Regions from separate parts of the Mus musculus genome. Here region 1 is linked to region 2. A link is a contact called in public HiChIP or PLAC-seq data. All regions are on one chromosome and are shown on one strand. Each heading gives the region's core, a stretch centred on a gene start, on an enhancer-like site or on the middle of the called end of the contact. The rest is flanking DNA. Distances are from core to core; before and after follow the strand shown.

Region 1 (7,415 bases), core at 1,991-4,490, 380 kb before region 2:
TTAAAAGCATTTTCCACAATGAAGCTATTATGTTTTCAATCTGAGCACAAACTTCGTATAAACGAAAGAAGGAAAACCTGGTATAACAACAGACAATAGTCTTATATCTGAGTTGAGGTGTTTAAGGCAGGATTAAGGTGTCATGTAACATGATCGATAGCGCACACAGGGCAAAACACACTTGAATGTTTAGAACTGTGGTGGTTTACATGAGAAAGACTCCCATAGGCTCAGGTTTTGAACACTTGGTCTCTAGTTGGTTCTGTTGGGGGATGGGGAGGTCATGGAACCTTTAGAGGAGATGCTCTACTGGAGGAAGTATGTCCCTGGGGTGGGTTATAACTTCGTCCTGTCTGTAGTGCTTTCTCTTTTCTTCCTGGGCATGAAGTTTAGATGGGACAGCTCAGCTTACTGCTCCCTGCTGCCATGCCAGCCGTGTGCTGCCATGCCTACACTCCATGATGGACTAGTCCTCTGGAATAGTAAGCTAAAGTAAACGCCTTCCGTAAGTCTCTTTGGCCATGGTGTTTCATCACAACAGAAAAAAAAAATGGATGCAAGACTGAGGGTGCAGGGACATACACAGTCAAATGCCCAGATTCATAATGTCTGATTTTTGAATTAGTTTTTGGTCACTATGCATTCAGAAATCTTTTTCTATCACCAGCTTTTGTGACACCCCCGACTTCAGCAACATGATCCCCACTTTAGGGCTGTGACTCATAGTTTTATGAACTTTGTCATATCCCAGCTTGATAGCCATGCCATAGGTTCAATAAGCAGATGGGTGGACCTCCGGCTGAAAAACAAAGAGTCTCAGTCTGTTTAATGTTGCTATGAGAAAAAACTCAAGACTGCACAGTTTATAAAGAGAAGCAAGTTATATTCCCACCGATCTGGCGGTTGAGAAGTTGAGGAGCTGGGTCCCTCATGAGTCTTCTTGCTGGTGGCAACTTTCTTAGATGGGTTAAGTGGATAGCTTTGTGGAGAAGATGATCCTAATACAAAATCCCTGTTTAATGTGGTGGTCCATGCCTGGAATTCCAATAATCAGGAGATGGGAGCAGGAGGATTATGAATTTGTAGCCAGTCTGGACTACATAGTAAAAAGAGTCAAGTCTTTTTTTTTTTTTAAACACTCTTTTTTTGTTGTTTTTAAGATTTATTTATTTATTATATGTAAGTACACTGTAGCTGTCTTCAGACACTCCAGAAGAGGGCATCAGATTTTGTTACGGGTGGTTGCGAGCCACCATATGGTTGCTGGGATTTGAACTCTGGACCTTCGGAAGAGCAGTCGGCACTCTTAACCACTGAGCCATCTTGTCAGCCCCTCTTTTTTTTTTTTTTTTAATTATTATATGTAAGTACACTGTAACTGTCTTCAGACATGCCAGAAGTGGGTGTCAGATTTCATTACGCATGGTTGTGAGCCACCGCGTGGTTGCTGGGATTTGAACTCAGGACCTTTGGAAGAGCAGTCAGATCTCTTAACTGCTGAGCCATCTCACCAGCCCCAGGATTCTGTCTTGAAGTAAAAGAATACTTTTCCTTTCTAGACAGACCCTAGCTTTCCTGATATACTTGACCTTTGAGCCCAAGGTCAGGGGGATGCAGCTTGGTTTTGTTTGTTTGTTTCTTTCTTCCTGGCAACCTCCGTGTGTGTGTGTGTGTGTGTGTGTGTGTGTGTGTGTGTGTGTGTGTGTGTGTGTGGCATAGCAGGACATCACCTGGTGAGGATTAGGGAACTCCCAAGAACAGAACATTTTTTTCTTTCTGCATTTACTTGCCTAGGATTTTATTCCATACTTCATTTCACACTTATTTCTGAAAATAATTTTGTCATATGGTGTGTGTGCGTATTCCTGCTAAAAATAATCCACCCTGTGTAGTGTAGATGATACACGCCTAGGAACACATCTTCTGCATGCCCGGGAAACCTTCTTCTGGCTTCCCATGTGCAGCCCATGCTTTCCTCGTAGGCTGTCTTTCCCTGGTCCCTCAACCTTTCCCATCTACGGGCTCTTTTCTAGCACCATTTAAACACTCACACCTTTTCCCTCTTGGTTTGCCAGACTTTATTTTTCAGTGCTGGGACTGAACCCACAGAGTTAGTTTTCTGACTCCACAGAAGCGCATGCTACTCCTTTCCTGACCTACTGCGTGAGACCTATCAGACCACTAAATCTCCCTTAGTCGATCTGACAGCAGGTTCTTATTGATAAAGGAATAGATATATTTATATGTACTTCTTTTATTTTTGCAGGGGATTGGAAGCAGGGCTTTGTGCATGCTAGGTGAACATTTTCCCACTAAGTTATATCCCTGGCTCTCATTTTAGTTTTGTAGACAGTCTCACTAAGTTGCCCAGGTTGGCCTTGAACTCATGCTTTAGCCCAGGTGTGCAGTGAACTTTCAGTCCTCCTGCCTGAGCCTCCCAGGTCGATGAATTAAAAGCCTGCACCAACAGGTCATGCCATATTGCTTAATTTTTTATCATTAACCAACACTTAGATCCTAAGATGCTTGCTTTCAGCTCAGCATAGTGGCACACACCTTTGATTCTAGCACTCTGTAGGCAGAGGCAGGCAGATCTCTGAGAGTTCAAGGCTAGCCTGGTATACACAGTAAGATCCAGGACAGCCAGAACTACATAGTGAGACCCTGTCTCAGAAAACAAAACAAAACATGCTTCCTTTCAAGATGCCAGTGCTGTCCTGCTGTCCTGCTGTCCTGCTGTCCTGCTGTCCTGGTTTGATTGTTTTACAGCCCTTCCTGTCAATGATCTTCACAAGTAGGTCCTGGGTCTTCTGTCAAATCTCCCTAAATTATCCATCTTTGCAGCAAGGACAGCAAGACTCCAAATGTAGAGGGATTTGTTCAAGCTTGCATTGGGTGATACCACCTATCAGACTAAGGCACAAACTAGCCTTATTCTGTGTAATATCTAAATCGGTCTATTTCATGCTTGTTGTGTGGGGCACTGGGGATACCGGGCATTAAGATGCTATCTTGCCTCCTCCTCTGCCTCTTGCAATCTGTTTACCCTTTCCTGCCCCTTGCCTGCCCAGCTCCATCACACATCAATGATTTGTTGATGGCTCACTGCATCTAGAAGAGTTTTCTTGATCCTAGGCCTGTGTAGGCTCCTCCTCCTCCTGAATTCTCTGCTGTGCCTTGTGACAGTTCATTTTCATGGTCGACTTCACCGGATTTAGATTCACCTCAGTGACTCATCCTAGGGTGGGTGGGGGAAGGTGCTCGCTGAGCGGTTGGCTGAGAGGACACCACTTACCCTGGGTGACACCTTCCTTGGCGGGAGTCCTAGACTGAATGAAACAGGACAAAGGAACAAGTGAGCTCGGAAGCAGCATTCATCTGTCGTCTGTGGATGAAATGCACCCGCTTTCCTCACAGGCTGTCGCCACATGCAGACTGTGCTCTCCTCTGCCCTCCCCACGTGCTCTCCTCTGCCCTCCCCACCTCCCTAAGTCCCCTTCGTCAGGTGTTTTGCCACAGCAGTGAGAGAAGTAACTCCCACATCCTCTTCCTATTTTCTTTCATTTCTCACATCTTCTGGCGACCCCTCACTTCTCCTCTTCCCATGAGGCCTTTCTTTCTAAGTCTCGAGGTTGGCTCTCTAGTTTAGTCAAAAAGTAGAACCACCACTGTCTCCATTGCATTTCTGTTGCTGTGTTAAAAACCCAGACCCCCCCCCAAAAAAAATCGACTTAGGGGAAGAAGAGTTTATTTAGCTCCCAATTTCAGGTTACACCCCAATTGTAGCAGAGATGTGAAGGCGGAAACTTGAGGCAGCTAGTCCCATGACATCCACAGTCAAGAGCAGAGGGAAATAAATGCATGCTTCCTGTTCATTTATTTGTTCTTATACAACCCGGCACCCAAAAGCAGGGATGTGACACCCACTTTTGGGTCCAGTCTTACAGCAGTTAAAAGCAAGCAATCGAGACAATCACTCACAGACATGCCCACAGGCCATCCTGATCTTCACAATTCCTCCTGGGAACCCTCTTCCCAAGCGATTCTGAGTTGTGTAAAGTAGACAGTTAAAGTTGGCCATCACAGCCGGGGTAACAGGAGTCAAAGTAAACCTTCCATTTCCTCAGGGTGTGGTCCTTAGTGTGCCCATGGAGGCCAGCAGAACCATGGGCGTGGTCCTTAGTGTGCCCATGGAGGCCAGCAGAACCATCTTCAAAACTCATAGTCCCAACACCTGGCATGAGGGTTTTACTAAGAATTTGTTTGCTTTATGAATAAGGAGAAAAATGAGACACTTCACATTAAATATTTGAATTGATACTTGAGAAGTGTTATCTTCTCAAGCAAAGAAAAAAAAATTACTACAGGAGCCTTATTCTGTGTGGAGGTAGACGAGAAGCCTACTGTCTACCCCATCCAATCTGCTCATTCTGTTTGCTTTAATACAGTCCATGTTTAGGGAGACAGACTAAAATCCAGTCATCTTTGTTATTGAACTTCTAAGGGACAAGCTGGTTGTGGTGATGCGTGTCTGAATTCCTGACACCTGGGAGGCAGGAGCAGGAGGATGCAGAGGTGAAAGCCAACATGGGCCGCAGAAGGAACTCAAGGCCAGCCTGAACTTGTGAGGCACTGCCTCAAACAATAGTTTGAAAGAATACTGTCTAGCTATGAACTAAAGTTAAGTTTGGTCAACAGATGAGATAAACTCAATGCAGAAGGTTAAATGGATGAGTCTCTCAAATCCTGCTTTTAATTTAGACAGAGTCTTTCAAAGATCTGCTTTTAATTTAGACAGCATTGTTACCTAGTGAGAAGGGGGGATTATTGTGATAGAGAGAGGTCACTAAATTATTGTGAATAAGTTTGTAAAGATTTTATTTATCTATATATTGATTTTTTACAGACAAGGTAGTGCACGCCTTTAATCCCAGTGCTCAGGATGTAATGTAGGCAGTTATATGTTAGTTTCAGGCCAGTCTGCTCTACATAGCAAGTCAGTTAGGTATACCTAATGAGGCCAGTCTCAAGACAACAGAAAAGAAAGGCTAGAAAAAAGCCCACGTCTATATGTGTTCATGTCTGTGCATGTGTGAGTGCAGGTAAACGCTGAATCCAGAAGAGGGCATCAGATCTCCTAAAGTAGAGTTGTACAGGTGGTCGTGTATCCCCTGAGGTGGGTGCAAGGAATTGAGACCCTTTGAAGGGCTGTGTGAGCTCCTACCTGTTCAGAGCTCTCTCTATTCCCTGAAGGAACTGAGACCCTTTGAAGGGCAGTATGTGCTCCTACCTGGGAACTGAGACCCTTTGAAGGGCAGTGTGTGCTCCTACCTGGGAACTGAGACCCTTTGGAGGGCAGTGTGAGCTCCTACCTGTTCAGCACTCTCTATTTCCTGAGGATGGATATTTTTGAAATTGAATCCAACCATGATATTTGAAGAATTCTGTGGGTTTGATTTTACAGCTTGGGGTTTGGTATAACAGCTTAGAGGAAATCAGTGGGAATTTCTTTTCTCCTTTTCTTCTGGAAAAATATTGTGACACTTCTTCCTAAATATATCAACACACTCTATTATAATCTACCAATGACAGAGATCTAAAAACTGGGATTAGCCGGGCGTGATGGTGCACGCCTTTAATCCCAGCACTTGGGAGGCAGAGGCAGGCAGATCTCTGAGTTTGAGGCCAGCCTGGCCTACAGAGTGAGTTCCAGGACAGCCAGGACTACACAGAGAAACCCTGTCTCGAAAAACCAAAAATAAATAAGTAAGTAAGTAAATAAATAAATAAATAAATAAAAACCTGGGATTGTGGGCTGGAGAGATAGCTCAGCAATTGAGAGCACCAACTATTCTTCCAGAGGTCCTGAGTTCAAATCCCAGCAACCACATGGTGGCTAACAACCATATGTAATGAGATCTGATGCCCTCTCTGGTGTGTCTGAAGACAGTGACAGTGTACTCACATCCTCAAAAAAAAACCAAAAAAACCCTGGTATTGCATTTTTAAAAAAAGATTTATTTATTTGAGTACACTGTAGCTGTCTTCAGACACACCAGAAGAGGGCATCAGATCTCATTACAGATGGTTGTGAACCACCATGTGGTTGCTAGGATTTGAACTCAGGACCTCTGAAAGAGCAGTCAGTGCTCTTACCCGCTGAGCCATCTCTCCAGCCCTGGTATTGCATTCTTATTGATTTAGTTTGCATGTGTGGGTGGAGCAGGATTATATGCTTCAGGGGATATAAATTCTTTCCTTCCATTCCGTGGATCCCAGGGATTGCACTCAGGTTATGAGGCCTGGCAGCAAGTGTCTTTACCAGCAGAGCCATCGTGCTGGCCCTATTGTTTATCAAGTTAATTACTCTCTTAGAATTCTCTCTTCTGTTTCCACAGGACCCTCTCAGATCAATCTGCTCGCAGCCCTCAGGATACTGTTCCCTAGTTCCATTGTTTTGTGACTTGGCCTCTTAAGAAGGCTTATTTACTATTCCTGGGGGTAGGCATATGTGCATGAGGAAGTCAGAGGTCAGTTTTGTGAGGTAAATTCTCTCTTCATCTTTACTTCCACTGCACCTAACTAGTAAATAAGCCTTATGCGCAAGTGCAAGAGTGAAATCACACCTAGTCACTGCCCATCTCGCAGCGTAGTAATGGGGTGATGGGCGAGCAACGAATCAGGAGCTGTCACGCCACATCAGGTGCTGAAATGTCACGCTGCAGGCTATATAAGCAGCGCCATTTTCCCGGTTCGGGGTCTTCCCTCCTGATAAGTAAGCAATAAAAACTTTGCCACAGAAGATTCCGGTTGTCCTGAGTGTGTTCTTGCCGGCGGGGGCAAAAGCTCGGGATACTACCTCACCCTACCCCACCACCCCCAGTATTTCTTTCTGCTTTCCCTGACAGACAGCCTTAGTTTGAAATCAATCCTTTCCCCTTTTCACCTACAGAGCAGCTATCTCTGTTTCTTTACTGTGGCCTTCGGATTCACCCAGGAGGAATATGTATGCTCCCACCCTTTTTGATCAGTATAGAGGATGCAGGCCTCAGACCCCTCCTCAGCCTAACCCATCAGAGCAACAGCCTCTGGAACCTCATCCTCTGGCGCTGTCAGCCAGCTTCCTCTCCCCGCCCTAACTTCACCTCAACTTCATTCTTGTCACCCACGGCACTCTCCACATTGCCTCTGTTGGCTCACACATACTCCTGTATTGATGCCCTTTATCCTCTCAGGAAATGGCTGTCTGAAGGGCATTCACATCTCTTTTTCTATGCAGTTCTCTCCCAGATAGAAAGGCACCCTGGTTCGCCCTCTGTTGACCCCTCTAATGTCATCAGAGTTCAGGTGCCTTTTCCAAGCCTATACCTCACCTGACATATACCATAGGAAAAGCCCTGGATGCATGCTACTTT
Region 2 (7,073 bases), core at 777-3,276:
TCCTTCATATCACACTGTATAGCATACAATTTATTCCACTCCCAGACATTTTCTTTTTTTTAAAAAAAGATTTATTTATATGAGTACACTGTCACTGTCTTCAGACACACCAGAAGAGGGCATCAGATCCCATTACAGATGGTTGTGAGCCACCATGTGGTTGCTGGGAATTGAACTCAGGACCTCTGGCAGAGCAGTCAGTGCTCTTAACCCCTGAGCCATCTCTCCAGCCCAACCCAGACATTTTCAATGGGAAGATTGTTAAGTCTTTTGACATAAACCCAGGGGTAGACATAGACAAGTTACAATATTATATGTGTTGGGAGCAGCCTTTAATCCTAGAACTTAGGAGGTAGGGGCATATGGGTTTCTATAAATTCAAGGCTCTTTCTCAAACAAAAGCAAAAAACCTAACAAAACAAAACACCCCAAATTATGTGAGACTTATAATAACATTGCTATCCCAAAATACAGAATTCTTAGAAGCACTTTTTACTGTAGATAATACCTTGAATTCTGAATAACAAAGCCTAGTCCCTGGTCCAAAGACTGAGTCTAAGGCATGATCAAAAGAGAAGTGCATAATGTTTACCTGCACCCATTAGGAAGTTTGTTGGCACAACACACACACACACACACACACACATACACACACACACACACACACACACACGTATATATTGCTATTTCATTGAATTCTTCTATCTACCACTCTTTCAATCCTTATTACACTCTAACCCTTTCAACCCCACAGCACTGGGTAGGTCAGGCATGGATCTCCTTAGGCTGCTTCCTGCTAATTAGAGGCATCTGGTCTCTAGGGGCAAGACAGAGATCTTCCTTGTCAGAATATCAATGTCCAGAAACCCAACAATGGTAAACCAGCAATCTATTAAAAGCAACAGCAGGAAGCAGCAGCCACCACAGGCCCTTGGGGCTCTTCTGTTTATACCTTCTCCAGAGTCCTCAGAATTTAACTATCTGCAACTGGCAAGAATCATGCCCCTGGTAGTGCAAGAGGAAAGTCATAATCACCTGCTGTGACACAGCCTCTTATTCCACACCTGGGATTAAAACAAAAACATATTCACATAGCATAACTGAGTCTTTAAAGAAACCAGAATTCTCATTACAGAAGCTGTTTTTTTTTCCTAGCAATACTATTGAGAGGAGGTTACACACACACACACACACACACACACACACACATACACACACACATACACACAGAGAGAGAGAGAGAGAGAGAGAGAGAGGAGGGGAGGAAGGGAGGAAGGGAGGGAGGGGGAGGAACAGGGATGGGGAGGGGGAGAGGAGGAGGGAAAGAGAGGGGGGAGGAAGAGGAGGAGGGGGAGAAAGAGAGGGGAATGATAAAGATCATTTAGCCTGTCTATCCACTACTATTTGAAGGCAAGCATGCTGGAGCAAGTTACTTCACCCCATATATTTGAGGGTAGCATAGAAACTCCCCAATGGATTTTACACGTGCTCCCTTCAGCAATGAGTCAAGGGCCTCATGGCATCATCTTGATCATCTGACATAACAGATGCTCTGCAAACACTTCATTAACTACAGTTACTTCTCCCAGCAGAGGAGCATTCACTGGAAGCATTCACACTCTCTGAGCAGTAAACTCAACTTGCTTTTCAATGTGTCCCAACTTCGGGCAGACTATGTAAGCATCTTCCAGTGACTGCTGTACAACGTTGCTGCTTCCCACCCACTATTACAATAACATTTTCTGTTGTCATCTGTTCATGGCCACCCTGAGCTTTGCAGTGAGAAGACAGCACACCTGATGTGCAAGGTAACAGAGTTCTGTGCCCAGGGCCACCAGGAGTGTGGCAGGGCCAGCACCAGGACAGTCAGGCAGCAGTCAATGTCCACTCGCTTCTTGCTACCCACACAGACAGCAACAGGATCATAGGGGTTCTGTCACTTAGCTGTGCCACTGCTACCAAAATAGGACCTTTGACATTTAACCGACCATTTCAAAAATTAATTGCATGAGACACCTTGGTGGTACACTGTAGCCTCCCCTCCCCCAGCTTTAGGGTTCCTCTGTTTACACCTGGATGGAGCTTGCCTGCTCAATCGTTCTGCCACGCCCACTGCTGGAACCTGCCGCTTTGCTGTTTGGAGCCATCCACGTGGTCACCCTGCTACTGGTCCCCCAGACTATTTGGCGGGAATCGGCCCCCCCTTCCTCTCCTACATAACTGCGTGCTGATTTAGTAAAATTGAGCTTTGATCAGAGTTGCTTTTGACTTGGCTCCGTTCTTTCTTCTGTCCGTCTAGTTCCTCTCTTTCAGCCCGAGCTGCCATCTCAGTTGAACCGTTCGTTTCGAGCTGCTGGTTGGCCGCAACAGTACACGCCTTTAATCCCAGTACTATCTAACTGCAAAAGAAACTCACTGAAGTATCTAGAACATGCCCCAGATTTTGGGTTTTGTTTTTTTTTTTTTTTTTTTTTTGCCACATTGGACTTTTAAAGCCTTCTCAATGATATTTACATTATGCTCTGATATTTTAGATGTACATACTATTATTTTCTTTTGCAAAAAGACCTATGTTTGAAGGAATACATTTGCGATTAAAGATTGATTGCCTAGGTCCCTGAAGGAAGCAGTCACATCGCCACGGGTTTAACTTTCTGAAAATTAGCAAATGATGATTCTAAGTGAAGCTATGAAATCTTGGGGCTTTGACTATTCTTATGTATGTGTACAGGTACGTATCGTATATCATATCTGCCTGTGTGCTTATGATTGCATATTGTTTGTATAGTTCCAAATTAGCTTATAGATAAATCAGCACCCACTAAAGTGTAAATTTAGCACAAATGCCCTTTAATTCACATGATTTAAATATATGTGTGTTTATACAATTTTCCAATTTATTTCTATTTTATATTTTATATATAAATTTTTATTTCTGGTTTTATTGAGACAGGGTCTCTCTAGGTATCACTGACTGTTCCTTAGAGATTTACCTGTTTGGGATCAAAGCTACCATTCTTAGCTATGTGAGCATAGTTTTGGAAATATGATAATTTAAGTTTGTTGCTGAAAGAAAAGTAAAGATTTTTTTTAGTTGCCAACTAGAGAGACCTTTCAACAGTTAGATGTGACAGTTAGATGTGACTCCTGCTCTTCCAGATGACCTGAGTTTTGTTCCCAGCTCTCACCTCTGGTAGCTCACAATGGCTGTAACTCCAGGTGATTGTACCCCTTTTTCTGGCCTCTTTGGGCACCTATACACTATGTGTAGTGTACATATTCCCAACCCCGCACCCTGCCTACTGTCAGATCAAACATCGAAGGGACCCATGATAAACAATGCCTTGGGGGACTGTGAGAAAAGCTCCAGGAAAAAAGGGAGATGGCCTTTTACCTCAGGTGCATTTTGTCCCCTGGATTGTCCTTGAACATGATTTTGTGCCTCCTGTGACAAGCATTTACATTTACTGTATAAGAGAGGTTCATTCTTGTTAAATATGAGAACATAGCTATAGAACCCAATCTGGTCAGTGTACTCTGAATCCGGATATGGCCTTCTGCCTTGCTTTCCCAGATTATACCTGGGAAGATACACACCAGGCAATTGTGTTTACATCAGTCTGTCCTGAGGCAGTTCTGGGAACGGGCTGCTCTGTTAATATTTAGTATGTGCTTTCTGGCATTTACTTACATATTTTTCTGATCATGTTTTTTTCTGGCCATGTTTTTCTGAACTCAACCTTCCTTGCATTATTGCTTTTTTTTTTTTTTTTTTTTTTTTTTTTTTTTTTTTTGCTACATTCATATATAGAAGTGTACTGAAATTGAAGTAAGTTTTTCTACACCATTAAACTACAATTTGCCCCGTTCTTTCAGCATCTTGAATCCTGGGTCTTGAAGACACAGTTCTGAATAGGCCATCAAAAGTTGATACCATGCTCATAATTGTTTTATTGATAACAACTGTTTTGCCTAGGCTAGCAGTCAATCCGGATCATACTTATCTGTTTCATACTTAACAGTGGAATAGCCAGTGTTTTCTGCTTCAGGAACAGCAAGCTCTAAGGGCTTATACTGGTAAAATAAATAAATAGATAGATAGATAGATAGATAGATAGATAGATAGATAGATAGATAGATAGATAGATAGATAAAGTCTTGACTGTTACATGATGATATCTTGGGAGGCCTACAAGTAATTATAAAGAGTAAATACATTAAGTAAATTTAAATAAAATGTGTTTTTAAATGCATTCTTCCTGTAACTTAAAAACCTAAACGGTTTTATGATAAACTAGTGTGTCCTGTCCCAAATAATCTTGTCTTGTTTCAAGTTGCCAATTTAAATAATAATAATAATATAATTAAGCAACATAATTTGTTTTCTGAAAGGCCTGGTAGCATATATCCATAATCCCAGCACTCAGAAAGCAAAAGTAGGAAGTTTGTAGTTCAAGGCCAGCCTGAGACACTGTACACAAAATTACTTAAAAAAATCATAATAATTGTAAAAAAAAAAAAAAAGGCCAGTTAGTGATAGAGAATGAATCTTTTGCTAGGAAAAACTAAAGAGGAAATAAAGATACATTTTTGTGGTACTAGATGTTGAACTGAGGGCTCCGTGTGCTGGTAAGTCCTCTGCCACTGTTGATTTTTTACTTTTAGTATTGATATAGGAGCTCAAGCGGTTGCCCACGGCACGGTTTCCTCGAGTTAGCAATCTTCTCGTCATAACGTCCTGAGTAGCTGGAATTAAAGGTCTGCACCACCGTTCTCAGGTAGAGAAAGAAAAATCTTTGCATAACTTCCATATGATAGAACAAGATTTTATTATTGTATAGACTTACTAAAATAGATAGGACAGGACTATAAGATAAGCAAAGGAAAGGAAAACAGTCCAGGATGGTAATTACACAGTCCTGAGAAGTTACTTTGTGTCTCAGAGTGCTCCTGATGTATACAGAGGCCTCTCAAATGCTGCTCTGGATTCTGATACTGACTTTTCTTGGCTGCTAGAGATGCTCTTTATGGTTTTTTTTTTTAACAACATAAGGGTGACTGAAGCAAAAATTTTAAAAAAAGAGAGAGAGAGAGAGAGACAGCAAGCAGTTTTACTGAAAGTCACCCTGCAGTCCCCTTGAGGGAACTTTGAAGGAAGAAGCCACTTCAGGTATGGTGGTACGATTTCCTGGGTTCATCATGCCGTATAAAGAGGGCATGAAACCAAAAGGTTGTGTTTGTGTGTGTATGTTAAAGTATAAAGGGGATCATGAGAAGGAAGGAAGAGGTATCAAGGGAGGAAGAGAGGAAAACTCAAGTTGAGCTTTGCTCTTAGCTTCTTAAATTCCACAAAAAGGATGGCACATATTCAGTGTGTTTAGAAACATGTGCATGATCTGAAAGCAGAAGATGGACTCTTGGGAGAAGGAGGGCAACCATCTGGAGGAAGAAGTGGGCCCCAGGGTGCAGACACTGGGTCGAGAAAGCAAATGAGAACAAACTATACGCATGAAGATGCCAAAAGGAAACCCGTTACTTTGCATGTCAAATTTATTTATGCTTAAAATAGACTCAAGTGAACCTAACAATGTCTATAAACAAGGTCCAAAACTCACTGAAAACAAGGGATTAATCACAAGCATCTCCAAGCTGCCGATTTTGGTCTGTTTTAATCTCCTGACTGATTCTGCTATTTTGAGTTAGAACCTACAGTTGCGTTTGTATCAGATTGTGTCAGAAGACACAAAAATTCATTTTGCTTTTGTTGTATTCTCTCAGTTGACCTGTTTGCCTGTTTTGGAATAAATTTCCCCAAGACATTAAGTATATATTTCCTGGGTTATTTAAATGAGGAATATAAGTTTTCTAATTTTATTCAAGACTTCCCTCAAAATTTGCTGAGCTTTAAAGTACTACACTAAAACAATTACAAAAGGAACTCAGGTGATGGAAGCAATTGTGACCTTAAGATGTATCACAGTTTGGCAGTGGGGGAAGTGATACCCTAAGGAGGACAACACAATGTCTACCCACTCAGAAGTTGTCTTGGAGGATTAATCTTCATCTCCTTAGCCTCTCAAGGATGAAAAGCGGGGACTAGAGAGATGGCTTAGGGGTTAAGAGAGCTTACTGCACAATCATAAGGGCTGAAGATCCCAGCACGCATTTAACAAGCTGGGCATCGCACATGTGTCAGTTAACCCCTGCTCTGAATGGGGCAAAGGCAGGAGGTTTGCTGGTACTTGCTGGCTCCCAGCCTAACTAAGAAGACAGGAGCCCTAGATTCAAGGAGAGACCCTGCCTCAAAGAAATAGGCTGTGAACATAGAGGACGATACCTGATGCCTTCTTCTGGCCTCTGAGTGGGTACATCCCTGACCACCCATACCCACACAGAGACATACCGAGAGAGGGAGAAAGAGAGAGAATGAGAGAGAGAGAGAGAGAGAGAGAGAGAGAGAGAGAGAGAACTTCACAGCTTCTGTATTTCTCTCTGATCTCCCCTCAGCCACACTATCTGTCCACCTCATTCTCTATAGACAGCAAGCTCTTGGGCTCCTGACCACTCATTTTCAGGTAAGCCGTAGAAGAAACCCGAGCCTTATTTCCCCAAGCAAACCACACCATTGAAAACAGTATTCAAATCTTCCCCTTACCTTTCTGTCTTAGAGCTAGCCATGAAGACATTTGTTGACTTGTCTTGCCTGAGAGTAGATCCTAAGACCTGTGTTTTACAAGAGATACTGTGCTAAAAGTCAGGAGAAAGGAATGTGTGCAGACAGAACAAGAAGACTCAAGGCAGATGGGCTTGCTGACTTCCCACTCAGATTATTGTCTGATTAGATCATCTATCTTTTGCTCAAACACATCAGACAATGGCTGTCCATGCTTCAATTCCTCTTATGCCAGCAAGTTACCCATGAACGTCACCAAAAGGCCCATGAAAATCCTATTACTTCCTCCAGCTGCTTTTATTTATCATTATACTGTTTGTGTGATAATATGTGTGTCCATGTGCAAATACATGTTATGACACGCATGTGGAGCTCAGAGGACAACTTTTGAGAGCCAACA

What was found. HiChIP or PLAC-seq counts read pairs in DNA pulled down with a chosen protein or histone mark.
Region 1: an H3K27ac HiChIP or PLAC-seq map of regulatory T cells shows a contact between it and region 2, with 4 times the contacts expected there. The contact joins two enhancer-like sites. A contact is called at or near these places in 2 of 484 Hi-C or Micro-C datasets (erythroblasts and regulatory T cells), 5 of 115 datasets of contacts at active chromatin or transcription factors (T-cell acute lymphoblastic leukemia, bone marrow-derived macrophages, effector CD8 T cells and 2 more) and 3 of 9 other capture datasets (adipose tissue, liver and pancreatic islet).

What each region holds. Positions count from the first base shown.
Region 1 is chr13:24,782,151-24,789,565 of GRCm38.p6, reverse strand. No RefSeq gene overlaps it. Among named protein-coding and RNA genes, the nearest start is that of BC005537, 16 kb to the left of the region's middle. Within about 2 kb of position 3,240, at least 121 of the 459 cell types and tissues checked have an H3K27ac peak or open chromatin away from gene starts, as enhancers often do. A contact at or near this core is called in regulatory T cells, where this site is marked.
Region 2 is chr13:24,397,069-24,404,141 of GRCm38.p6, reverse strand. The region is part of intron 2 of Cmah (cytidine monophospho-N-acetylneuraminic acid hydroxylase); the gene reads right to left. Among named protein-coding and RNA genes, the nearest start is that of Gm11342, 25 kb to the right of the region's middle. Within about 2 kb of position 2,026, at least 36 of the 459 cell types and tissues checked have an H3K27ac peak or open chromatin away from gene starts, as enhancers often do. A contact at or near this core is called in regulatory T cells, where this site is marked.